Regions from separate parts of the Oryzias latipes genome. Here region 2 is linked to region 1. A link is a contact called in public Hi-C data. All regions are on one chromosome and are shown on one strand. The core of a region is the stretch at or near the end of the contact, and the rest is flanking DNA. Distances in the headings are between cores, read along the strand shown.

Region 1 (5,588 bases), core at 1,965-4,464:
GGATTCATTTTTCTGTTTGTTTATTTCTCACAAATCTTTTGACATAAAATAATAAGCCTTAAGCACAGCCCAGTAAAAACCTAAGCAACATGAATCTGAATAAATGATAGAGATAAGTACACAATGAGAGATCAACATGAAAAGCCAAATTTTGTTTGGGACCATTTTGTGTCGAGTTTGCATGTTCTCCCTGTGCATGTGTAACCCAGGTGGTGTGACCCCACTCTTCATATAGCACTTGGAGGTAGCCTGCTGTTGTTGGTTTTTGTTTATAAGAGGAAAAATGTTTTTTTCCTAACAAAGTTAATGTTAACAAATGTTAATTAAGAGTGGTCATCTTAACTGTCTACCATCTTTGTTAAAAGTGCATTGTTTTGCGTACAGATTTTATTTTTAGCTCAGAGTGATCATCTCACTCTTACTGAGATCTGTGTGGGATTGATTTTTTTTTGGAACACCGTGTGCAGTCACAGAGACGCAAACAGAACGTGGGAGCGAATAGCCATATTGATATTGGAGTTTAAAGAAAATAAAACCCAGAAAGCTTTTTGATTTAAGCTGGAGCTGTGCTTGTTGAAACTGCACTGAAGATTTTTTTTTACTTGTACAACGGATATCCTGGTGAGTTATTGCAGCTATTCAAACCGCTGTGTTAGCATGCTAAACCGAGTTGCCGCGTGCACAGGATTACATTAAAACCAGTCGGGATAACTTTGATTACTTTTTATAAGAATTTTTTCAGTTTTTATATTCAGTCACATTGGTTATTATAACCTGGTTATGCAGTTAATAAATGTGGAAAAACATTGTATGTTGTTGATATGCTGTGAATAGGAAAAAGAAAAAAACTTTTTGAACTGTTTTAATTAAATTTCTAGTGAATGAGAGTTAAATGAATAATATTTCTGCACGTTGTGCAGGCTGGTTTTTTTTTTTATGTGACATTCCAGAGGAGTTTTTCTTTCGTCTGCCGTCTTCTGTTCCCGGTCCTTCTACGCCTCCATCTTGGATAATTTCCCTCCTTGAGTGAAGAGACCGTTGGTCCCATCCCATCATCCCCTTACACCCAAACCGACTCCGTGAACTGCATTCCTGGACATTAGAGGGCGGTAGGACTGTTGAGTGCACTCACAATTGAGGGTATTTTTGTGGGTTTTTTTTCTTTCTTTTTTTTGGAGCTCCAAACTGCAATTTTCCCTGAGATCTCAGTGGTTTTTTATTTATTTATTTTGAACAATTTTTTATTTTGAAACTGTTGAGTATAATTCTGTTATTAATACATTTGTTATCATTTTCTGTACGTGTCGTGTGAAATTCTTGGGGTGGATAGTATTAACCTTGATAGGTAAAATTTGACCCAAGCCTTCACCCAACCTGAGCAAAAGAAAAATTCCCCTCTACCACAGTGGACCGCACCCCCTGTGGAGCAGTAGGAGCAAAGAGAAGGTTACACATGCGTGGATTTTCCCCTTGCTTCTAACAGTCCAAAACGTCCTTCATAAGTTGACTGATTACTTTAAAGTTAAAGTGTCCCCAGATGTGCAAGCGCGAGTGTGTTTGGGAGTGATTGTGAACTCTGTGACAGACTGGTGACCCATTCGGGATGTACACCGCATTCTCCCGACAGTAGCTGGGACAGGCTCCAGCAACCCCCTGACCCTGAAAGAGATATAGCAGGTTAACAAGATGGATGGATAGATCAGATTGGGGCTATCCAATCAAATTAAAATCAAATCAATCTCGTCAGGTCATCTGATCTGCTGTGTCACCCTTTTTGGTTCGCCATGGTTTTGATCATGTTCTGGTTAATTTTTTAATGCTTAAGTTTCTCTCACCAATCCTGGTGTTCTGCATTTTTGGGTCCCACACCTCCAGTTCCTGACAGGATGGACGGATGGATGGAGTTTTGCAGTTGCATTTTTATGCATAACCAATCCAACACCACATAGAAGCCACAGTCATGTGAAGAAATGTGAAATCCTCATTAAATAATCAGCTCTGTTTTGAAAAAAAAGGTTCACATATGAATGTCAAATGTCAAATGTTTTTTTTTTATTTCTAGAAAAGAAAGTGATTAAATAAAAATCAAACTAAAACATTATAATTATTCAACGCATAGAAAAAAAGATCGGGACAGAAAATTATATTGTAATAGAGGTCAAAACTTGGACCTCCTGCCTCATATTAGCTGTTTTTGCTCCTTAGGCTAAAATCGCGTCATTGAGACACTATTTTGTGTCATCTACCAGCCCCTTAAATGTGTCTTAAGTGTGAAGTGTCACTTGGATCACTCTGTGATGTTCAAATTGATTTTAAACGTGTTTGTATCCAAATATGTGGGAAACATTCACAGGCTTTGTCCAAATTTTTTCACATGACAGTACATTTTATGGCATTTGTGCCCAAATGACTTCATCAGCTGCAGCTACAACAAAAAATGACTTTCCACTAAACAATTACAAAACGATACGCTAACCTTTCCACCCACTTTAGTATATCTAGAAAGAGATTGATCAGTTTCCTATTAACTTTGTGACATCAGTATTATATCTTTATTATATCAATAAAGATGATCACTTCTCATCCTGCTTTTAATGAAACAAAATAAAAGCTTCAGATGAACATGTAACATCATTGTTTGTCTACCTTGTTAAATCAAACTTTTGTAGTTGATTTGCTTTGATTTTGACAGTTTTATGTGATTTTATTTCAAACGTAAACATGAAAAAGCTAAATGTTTTGTCACGTCTCTGGAGCGTTTGTTCATTTCCAGGAATGACCCTTTGATGGCGACAGTGAGCTGTCTTTGTCAGAAACTGACTTTCACAGCATCTGATCATTTAGCTTAAGATCAATAACAAAAAAAAAAGGTAAACCACATCTTATTTTATCTAACCCCTTCACGCCTGAGTGTATTTCCAATTATAAAAATAAATATTCTTTAGTGTTTTTTCTATTCAAGTTTATGATGACTTAAAAAAACTGGTAGTTACCATAGCAACATATGGGGTGAAGGGATTAAGGAGGGACACCTGTATGATTTTACCTGCAACTGTGACTGAGACCGTCTCAATAGCAGAAAGCAGCTGAGTGAAACAGTACAAACAGTTCATGCCTTTTAACACCTCAAGTCTGTGCCTCCCCGCTGAGCCACCCACTTCTGTGACCTGCCCTCTCAACAGGATGTACACACTAATTGACACCACCGCCTGTTCTGCACACGCTCAGTTCGGCTTTGCACTTCACAGAGAACCACGGAGAATCTAAAGGGCCAGAGCCTGCAGGACGGCTCTGAGTCAAGCTGGAAGAAAACATCTACAAATAGTTTGATGGAACAATTCCCAGGTCGGCCTGATCAACTCATGAAAGTTTTGCTGGGTTTGCTGATGGTTGTAAAACAAAATAAAATGAGGTAAAAAATCTTAAACTATTGTTAATACATAAACACATTACAGATTGTCACAGGAAGGATCTTTAGCGCCCTCTTTTGGCTGGGACATTCAACTGCAAGCCAAAAGGCCAACAAAGGAAACTTTAGTGTCACAAAAAATTTAGACCTGAACACTTTGGAGCAGATTAAAAATAAATGCAAATGACACCAGTTTGTGAAAGTTCATGACCTTTTATTCCTTGACATTTAAAATATTCAGCTAGATATTCAGCTGTAACTCCACAGAACGTCGTGATTCTCTGTCCGAACTACAAATGTATTTGGCTCCTTTGAGTTTCATCCGTCTGGGCAATTTTTTTTTTCTGTTATCAGAAACATCACCTTTCACTATTATTGTCTTATTATAATATTTTTTAAACAACAATCAAGTCATGAAAAAATAGAAGCCGACAAAACAAAAGTTGGGCATCCAAGTTTTTCATCAAAAGCCTGAAATTTTACTTGTTTGACCATATTTGTTTTATTATTTTCAATCGTCTTTTTTTTTCTTTGCAGGTTTTACAGTATAAGTTAGTTCAGTGCCAATTTTCACAAGGAAGATTTGCCACAATTCCAGGTTGTTACGTCACTTGCCATCATCTCTCTTCATTCTTTGGCGGCCCTCCTCCTCCCTGTTCTCCACCTGGAGCCTTGCTTTGTCATGGTCTGGCCTCTAACCACCATCAACATCTGGGCTCTGGGGTTTATTCATATGAGTTCACCCCAAGTACGCCAGATGTCAAAAGACTATGGCCTTATTTCATTCCCCTTTTTTTCTGTAATGCAAAAAAAATAAATCTCCACTCGCGTTCCAAATATTTCTCCTTATTGAAGTGATAACACATTCTGGAATACTTTATTTGGTTATTTCGGTGACTGAAGTAAGTAATGTGGAAACACAAACACATCACATTAAACATGGTAAACTAACTTTTGCAGTATCTGTACTTTGTTGCATTTTATTATTACAATATATCTTTTTAATCGTAGCTTAATTATCACTTGGAACTTTGTGTGGATATCAAATATTACAGCAAAAACTGAGACATTATCACAGCAAATTGTTCTAAAAAACACTCAAAAATCCCCCGAGTTTATACGCTGAAAGTCTGACATTGCAGTGAGTTCTGATTGAAGTCCATAAAGATCCTCTCAGTTGTTTGTTATCTAACTGAAGAACATCCAACAGACTCTGATGGACCATGGTTGCTTGGTGGCAGAACTCATCTATAGACCATCTGTGACAAAAAAAATATCATTAGTGTATAAATTGAATAGAATTTAGAGAATCCCCCCAAAAAAGATCTCACAGAGGTCAAACACTCATTGATGGACCTGTTTTACATTTTATTTCTTCTTGTGCCTTTAAGCAGCTTCCTCCTAAAGACCCTTCCGACTCTTTAACTCACTGAATGCACACACACAAAAAACAACCTGCTGCTGCGTGTCGCCTCTCCATTCGACAAAAAGATTAGACCCGATGCTCCACTGTTGCTTTAATCAAATGCTTGCTGGGCGAGAGCCTCCCTTTTGAGTCATGAAGGAAGAATGATTGTGATTGCAAACTACCGCATGCCATCTTTCCTCCTGACACCCTCTGCTGCATGAGCCCCACAACAACCACACTGGCAAAGAGGAGTTTTGCTGTTTCTAAGGACAAGTCGTTTGCTGGTGTTGAACGTTCAAAGGTGATCAGCTTTCCTGTTGAGCATCACAGCAAAAACCGGCTCCCTAGAAATGAGTAAGAAATTTCTTTAAATTAAAAAAATTGTCTCACCAAAAATTTGTATTTAAGAAAAACATATATTTTCTTAAATTAAGATTATTTTCCAACTGAAAAACTTTCATGGTAAGATTTTTTTTTCTTGCAAGACAGAAAATAAGACAAATTTTCTTGAAATTTTTACTTTCCTAAGATTACGCTTTTGCAGTGTAAAGCATGTGAATGTTTTTGGAAAATAAACTAGGGGATATGCTGACACACTGTTGGTGTTTTTGTAAAAGTCCCTGGAGGGGTGGATGCGGGAAAACTTGGGAAGGATCACCTTTATTTCTAGTAAATGCTCCCTGATATTACAGGAATATTGGGTTTGAATATTTTTGTTCTGAGTCAGCAGTTGTACATGGTTTAAAAGGATTTTAGTGAATTCAAGAAACA
Region 2 (5,588 bases), core at 1,063-3,562, 140 kb after region 1:
CTAAACATTAGGACACAATAAACCCTATATATAGCTTCATTTTTGGTTTTAATGAAATCTGAACATGCTTTTTTCCTGTAAATAAGTGTTGAAGTTAAGTCGGAATCAATTTTGCACAAAGATAAACAGATTATTTGATTCAGGAAATCACATTTCGTTATGTTAGTTAAGAAAAATTGAGTTTTTCTTTCAACAAAATTCTGAATTGATCCAAGAGGCAAGATTTGAGCTTCCCACTAAATTGAAAATACAAAGTAATTGGAGCCAGGTCGGTTCACTAATGAATTAGATATTAAGCCATTTGTTCCCATCAACTGAAAAAGCTCTTATTAGTTGTTTTTCCTTCTTTTTTTTAAAGTTCAATGACTGTGTCCCAGGCCAAGATGGAGGCGACTATAAAGCTAGAGACTGGGCTTTTCAGGGGAGCTCAGTACTGTTCAGTGGGTCACATGATCAGTCTGTCTTTATTCATACAGTCACTGCACTGATCCATCATCTAGATATAATCCATTTATTCACAGAACTACACCAACCCTCACCTGTGTAGTCAACCCAGCCTTCACCTTGTTAGATATCCGTGACACACGTTCAGCTGATTTTTATTTTAAAAAGTCATTTTTGGCATTTTGGCTTCTTGGAAACAGTGGATGCTTCCTGTTTGGTAGGGGTCACTCAGTCCGGGTTTCATATACAGTCAACAACAGCCTTACTCTGAGTTGTTCGTACACTGGTGGCCACATCACAGGTCACACTGAACCATTATACAACTGACTCGGGCACGGACTAAATGCTGGATGTTGTCTCCAATTTGACTCTGCAATGGCAGACTTCAGGTCAGAGAGAAAACCGTGTTGCTCAATCGAGCAGAGTTCATCTCTTACAGGTTGACGGCTTTTGCCAGAGCTGCAGAAAAGTCAAGGAAAGCAATCAAACTGGGAGTGATAAATTCAGTTTTTGGGATCCTGACCACAAATATTTAATAATGTCCTTTTGGCGTTAGCATTATAATAAATCTTATTAAAAATAACCAATTAGGTATTTATCTATGGGGGCATTTTTTGATGAATACTTACTTTACACTATGATTGGGAATTTTACTGAAAATATGAAGCACTTGATTCATGATTTCAGTTTTTGTTCTGCCTAAATTAGCTCAGCTATTCAACACTAAAGGTAGTTGGTACTCATGGTTTGGAGGTATTATTTCATAAAGTGGCCTTAGGCAGAGCAATTAGCGCACACGAACAGACATTTTCTAATCTTTATAGTACTGTTTCCCTGTAGTTCCAGGTACCATCATGCAGATCAGTTTGCAAAAGACATTTTTCTTCACCTAAAGACTAAATTAAGTTTAGTCAGCAGTGAAAGTGGAGCTTTGACACAAAAGAATTATCCAGGAACCTTTGGCAAATCGGGGCAAAACGAATGGAAAGAAAGAAGGTAAAAGTCCCGGTGCTGTTACATTTCCACACAAGAGTCTCAGATTACTACCTGAAGCAGTCAGGTGTGTACAAAGACCTGCTCACATGACATGGTGGCTGTTCATGTGTGCGACACAGATGCAGCGAGTCAACAAGTGTCAGGTATCTGTGTCCCCAATCACATCCTCTTTCCACTCGACGTCCCACCAGGCTTCTCTCATTCCAACTGATTTACCAGGCTTATTTAGGTCCTGTATGCTTCATTTCCTTTTTAAAGGAGAATTAAAAGAGGGAGAGGGAACAAAACGCAAAAAAAGAAAGGAACAGTGAGAAACGGTGCAGCAGAAGGGGTTGAGTGTTTTGAGTTTGTTTGGAGAAGGGGGACTGGGATGAGGCAAGAGCCTGCTCTCTGACGTCAATGGACTGTTCCCTGGGCAGTGTGCCAGCCAAGTGTGTGCTTGTGCATGTCTGTGTGTGTGTGTGTGTGTGTGTCTGTGCACAAACAGTGGTCCCATCCAATCATGACCTGCACACCAAGGTTGAGGTCTTTGACGACAACGACAGGGGCAGCTGCCACAACAAGATTACGCCGGTCGTCCCTCTACGATTCCTCCTGTCTTTTCCACTCTTGCCCTCGGCTCGGTTTTCCCTTTCACCCACAGGTTCACGCTGGGCCAACTTTGCAATATAAATTACAAAGTCACAGAGATCCTGTCAGGGGTTTAAAAGCAAATTAGTACACAACTGCACATGCTTTTAATTAGGAATTGGGCAAGAATTATTGCTGCCTTTTAGTTCTTAGGAACTTTATTTTTTGAAAAGTCCTGGATTTCAAGTATCAACCAATCCTGTCTGTTTGGGAAACCTTTAGTTTTAAGATGTTTGTATCGGTGAGTCGTTAAATTATCCAGCTTTTTGTTGTTTTCCTTCAAGTTTCACGTCACTCTGCATTCGGGTCAGGATGTACATCTCTACCTCCTCCTTCATGTTTATTATCATTGTCTCATAGCACATTTTTTTGATACAATCTGGGGAGCCCTCTTGTGGATTTCTCCAGGAAAAGGCATCATAAACAAGCGTTTCTGTAAACACCAAAGGTCCGGTCGAGTATGTGAGCTCCAAGTCAGAAATGAGTTTATTTCTGGCTTCTTGAGTCCAGAGTGCAAACCAGGTTTATCAGTGGAACTGCTTGTTGTTTGCTTTTGTTTGGTTAAACTTGAGGTCTTTTACATTGTTTTTGTACTTAGCCTGAACCAGGCAGCTATTTTTGGAATGAAAACATTGTTGGCGGACACACAGCTGTTAAAGAGAGGCCGGTTGTCTTGCCTCATGCGTCACTGTCTGAGGCAATGATTGCTGTTCTTTCACGGGCTCAAGGGATTCTCCTTCCCTTGTAATTTGTTTTTGGTTTTTTGTAGCAGTAATCAACTTTCTCTCTGAAAACGTACATTGCTTCAAGCATACCTGAAGTTTTAAAAAATCGAAGTATTGGACTGACTGAGCTCCTCCATGCCGTCCTCTCAGATCATGTCCAAGCCTGGTGATCCGGCCTCGGCTGTGGGCTCCAGCGCATCATTGCCTGGCAGGCAACACCAGAGCCACCCAGAGGAGACGGAAGAGGAGCTCAGGGAGCACCAGGGACTTTCCTCATCTTCGTCGTCACCTTCCTCTGCTCCGATGCAGGAGACGAGGTTGCTAAGGGCCATCAAGCAGGAGCCACCAGATCCTGAAGAGCAGGAAGAAAGGGAGCAGAGGGAGAGGCACTCGGAGCCGGACTTCCTGTTCAAACAGGTAATGGAAGATCACGGTCAGGGGTATCATCTAATGCCTCTAAACAGAAGAACATCTTTGTAGGACGAGTATCTAAGCCCTTTAGCTTTATTCAGCAAATTTCAGAGCTGATCTTATTTAGTCTATATTCGTGTTCTTTAATTACAATTTAATGAGCTAATTGAGCATACTGTGTACGGACTCTTAAAGCCTCACTCTGATAAAAATCATGTTTTTGGTGTCTTCAGCATGTTCTTGTGGCATTTTCATCATGACAGAGGACATCTATATTCAGAAAATTAAGACCCAAAAATGACATTTTTTGAATATTTCTTTATTCAAATTATGACGTTTGAAAAATACAAACAAAAAAAAGCTCCCTGCTCCGCTCATTCTGTTGCATCCACTTGTAGACGACTAGATCCATGTCTGAGCTGGCATCTGGCTCAAATCTGTATGGCTGCAGAGCTGTAACACTGCTCGCCATTTTTTTGTTGTACCGGGAACGTTAGGTTAGGGGTGTGAGGGGCTGTAAACTAGCAGGAGAGCCTGTAAACTGAGAGCAACGGAGAGGAGAAGTTGATGCGAGGTTGCTCTGTGCCCATTGTCCCGCCCAAAACTCAGAGGCAAATTTATATGTTCTAGAAAACATACTGGTAGTTTTTTTTTATTTTGGCTAAAAACGGCATAATTGTAATTAAAAGACCACTGGGAACTATTTTACAATAGATCAAAAGATGATTGGAGTGGGACTTAAGGCAGTTTTCCACTAATTCTAGTCATTTTCATGCTTATTCAACTTATTTAGCACTTATCTTTAAGCATTCTTTCGAGGTTTTTAGCTCATTTCAGCTGTCCTGCAGCCCGATTAGATTAGCAGTTAGCTTTTTTTAGGCTTTCCTTCAACTATTGTTGCATTTCATTGGTTATATTTTCATTACTTCAAATTATTCTGCAAATTTTAGTCCACCTACTAAATTGGCCCAACTTTTTTTTAGCATTTCTCTTTTTCTAATAAAAATGCTTTGATACTATTAGGCTGATAATTCTCTACAGTTTGTTTAGCTAATGTGGAAATAACTATGCAGTTTTTATTTCTGCATACAAGCTCTTTAGAATTCTTTAAATGTATTTGACAAGCTTAGAATTTATATTAGATTTGTCCAACAAAATGTGCAATTTAAGATTTTCTGTAGTTCATTTACTTAAATAAGCGGTTTTTCTTTTGTCTTATGGTCATCATGTTTTGTTGCCTTTTTTCCCAGGAAACCTATTATTGACAACGCATATTCCAGGAAATGCACATTTATGTGGTTCTCTTCTGATTTATCGTCTTGAACTAACATGCCTGATGGTGCAAACTGGCAAAAACAAGTCCATTTGATGGCGTCTCAGAGCTTTACAAACATCGTGGTCGTGCTAACTGTAGCAGTGACAGATGGAGCATTTAACTACTGCATGAAACTCCAGCTGTTCCCCAAACGGACTGATCGGCTTGGTTTATGACAGAATTCCGACTGTGATGTTCTGTATTCCTGTCACATGTAACAGCAGAGTACAAAAACATGCATCACAAAACAAAGTTCGCCTGCAGTTTAGTGCTATTTGCCTCTTTGAAAGGTATTTTAATCTTTACAGCTGTCGCACGTTTGGGACACCGTGTCCTCGTGCCACCCATCTCTGCGGCGCGCTCAGCCGTGTTCAGCTCTCCCGTAGCTACAGCGCCCGTGCTGCAGTGTGGCCAGACACACCTATCAGAGTAGTGAAGCAGTGGAAAGAGGTTAAAACATCCACTTAGAGCAAAGCTGTCTCTGTTAAAACATTTTTAATGCCATATAGATTTGTATTATGAGTTCACCGATGTGATCTTTATTAAAGAAAAGGCCATTAATACCAAGCCAACAGTTCCTACAGTTATATAACAGCATTGTCTTTAAAAGTAAGTCAGGATTATTTCTACATGGATTTTGGATGGTGGAACTTGCAAGTATGTAGCGCCCTCTGCTGGCTTGCATCAGTACTGCACTTGTTTCATGTTTGTCCTCGTGTATTTTTGTATGAGAGCAGCAGACCCTACTTCTGGAGCAACAACGGATTCACCAGCTTAGAAACTACCGGGCCACTATAGAAGACTCCAGCTTACCAGGCACCCTTGCTGGGAAGCGTCCTTTGTTCAGGACGCAGTCGTCTCCAGCCTCTGCTTCTCTCCCCATGGCAGTCCAGGAGTCGCCAGTCAAACACAGGTTTACGACAGGTCTGCATATATTTAAATGTTGCAAGTTACGGTTGTCTTTGCACCAACATTTCATTGATTTGTTGTGTAGAAACTCACATGTTGTGACTTTTCCAGGTCTGGTTTATGACTCTTTGATGCAGAAGCATCAGTGCATCTGTGGA

What was found. A called contact is a pair of places that touch in the nucleus more often than the background predicts.
Region 2: a contact with region 1 is called in a Hi-C map of embryo, with 3 times the contacts expected there. The contact joins two enhancer-like sites. A contact is called at or near these places in 3 of 5 Hi-C or Micro-C datasets (embryo and fibroblasts).

What each region holds. Positions count from the first base shown.
Region 1 is chr21:26,141,152-26,146,739 of ASM223467v1, forward strand. No RefSeq gene overlaps it. Among protein-coding and RNA genes, the nearest start is that of lct, 13 kb to the left of the region's middle. Within about 2 kb of position 3,215, at least 3 of the 8 cell types and tissues checked have an H3K27ac peak or open chromatin away from gene starts, as enhancers often do.
Region 2 is chr21:26,277,234-26,282,821 of ASM223467v1, forward strand. It overlaps LOC101157017 (histone deacetylase 4), which reads left to right. Exons shown (of 28, transcript XM_020713280.2): 14 at 2,946-3,212; 15 at 5,259-5,445; 16 at 5,542-5,588. Among protein-coding and RNA genes, the nearest start is that of twist2, 45 kb to the right of the region's middle. Within about 2 kb of position 2,313, at least 5 of the 8 cell types and tissues checked have an H3K27ac peak or open chromatin away from gene starts, as enhancers often do.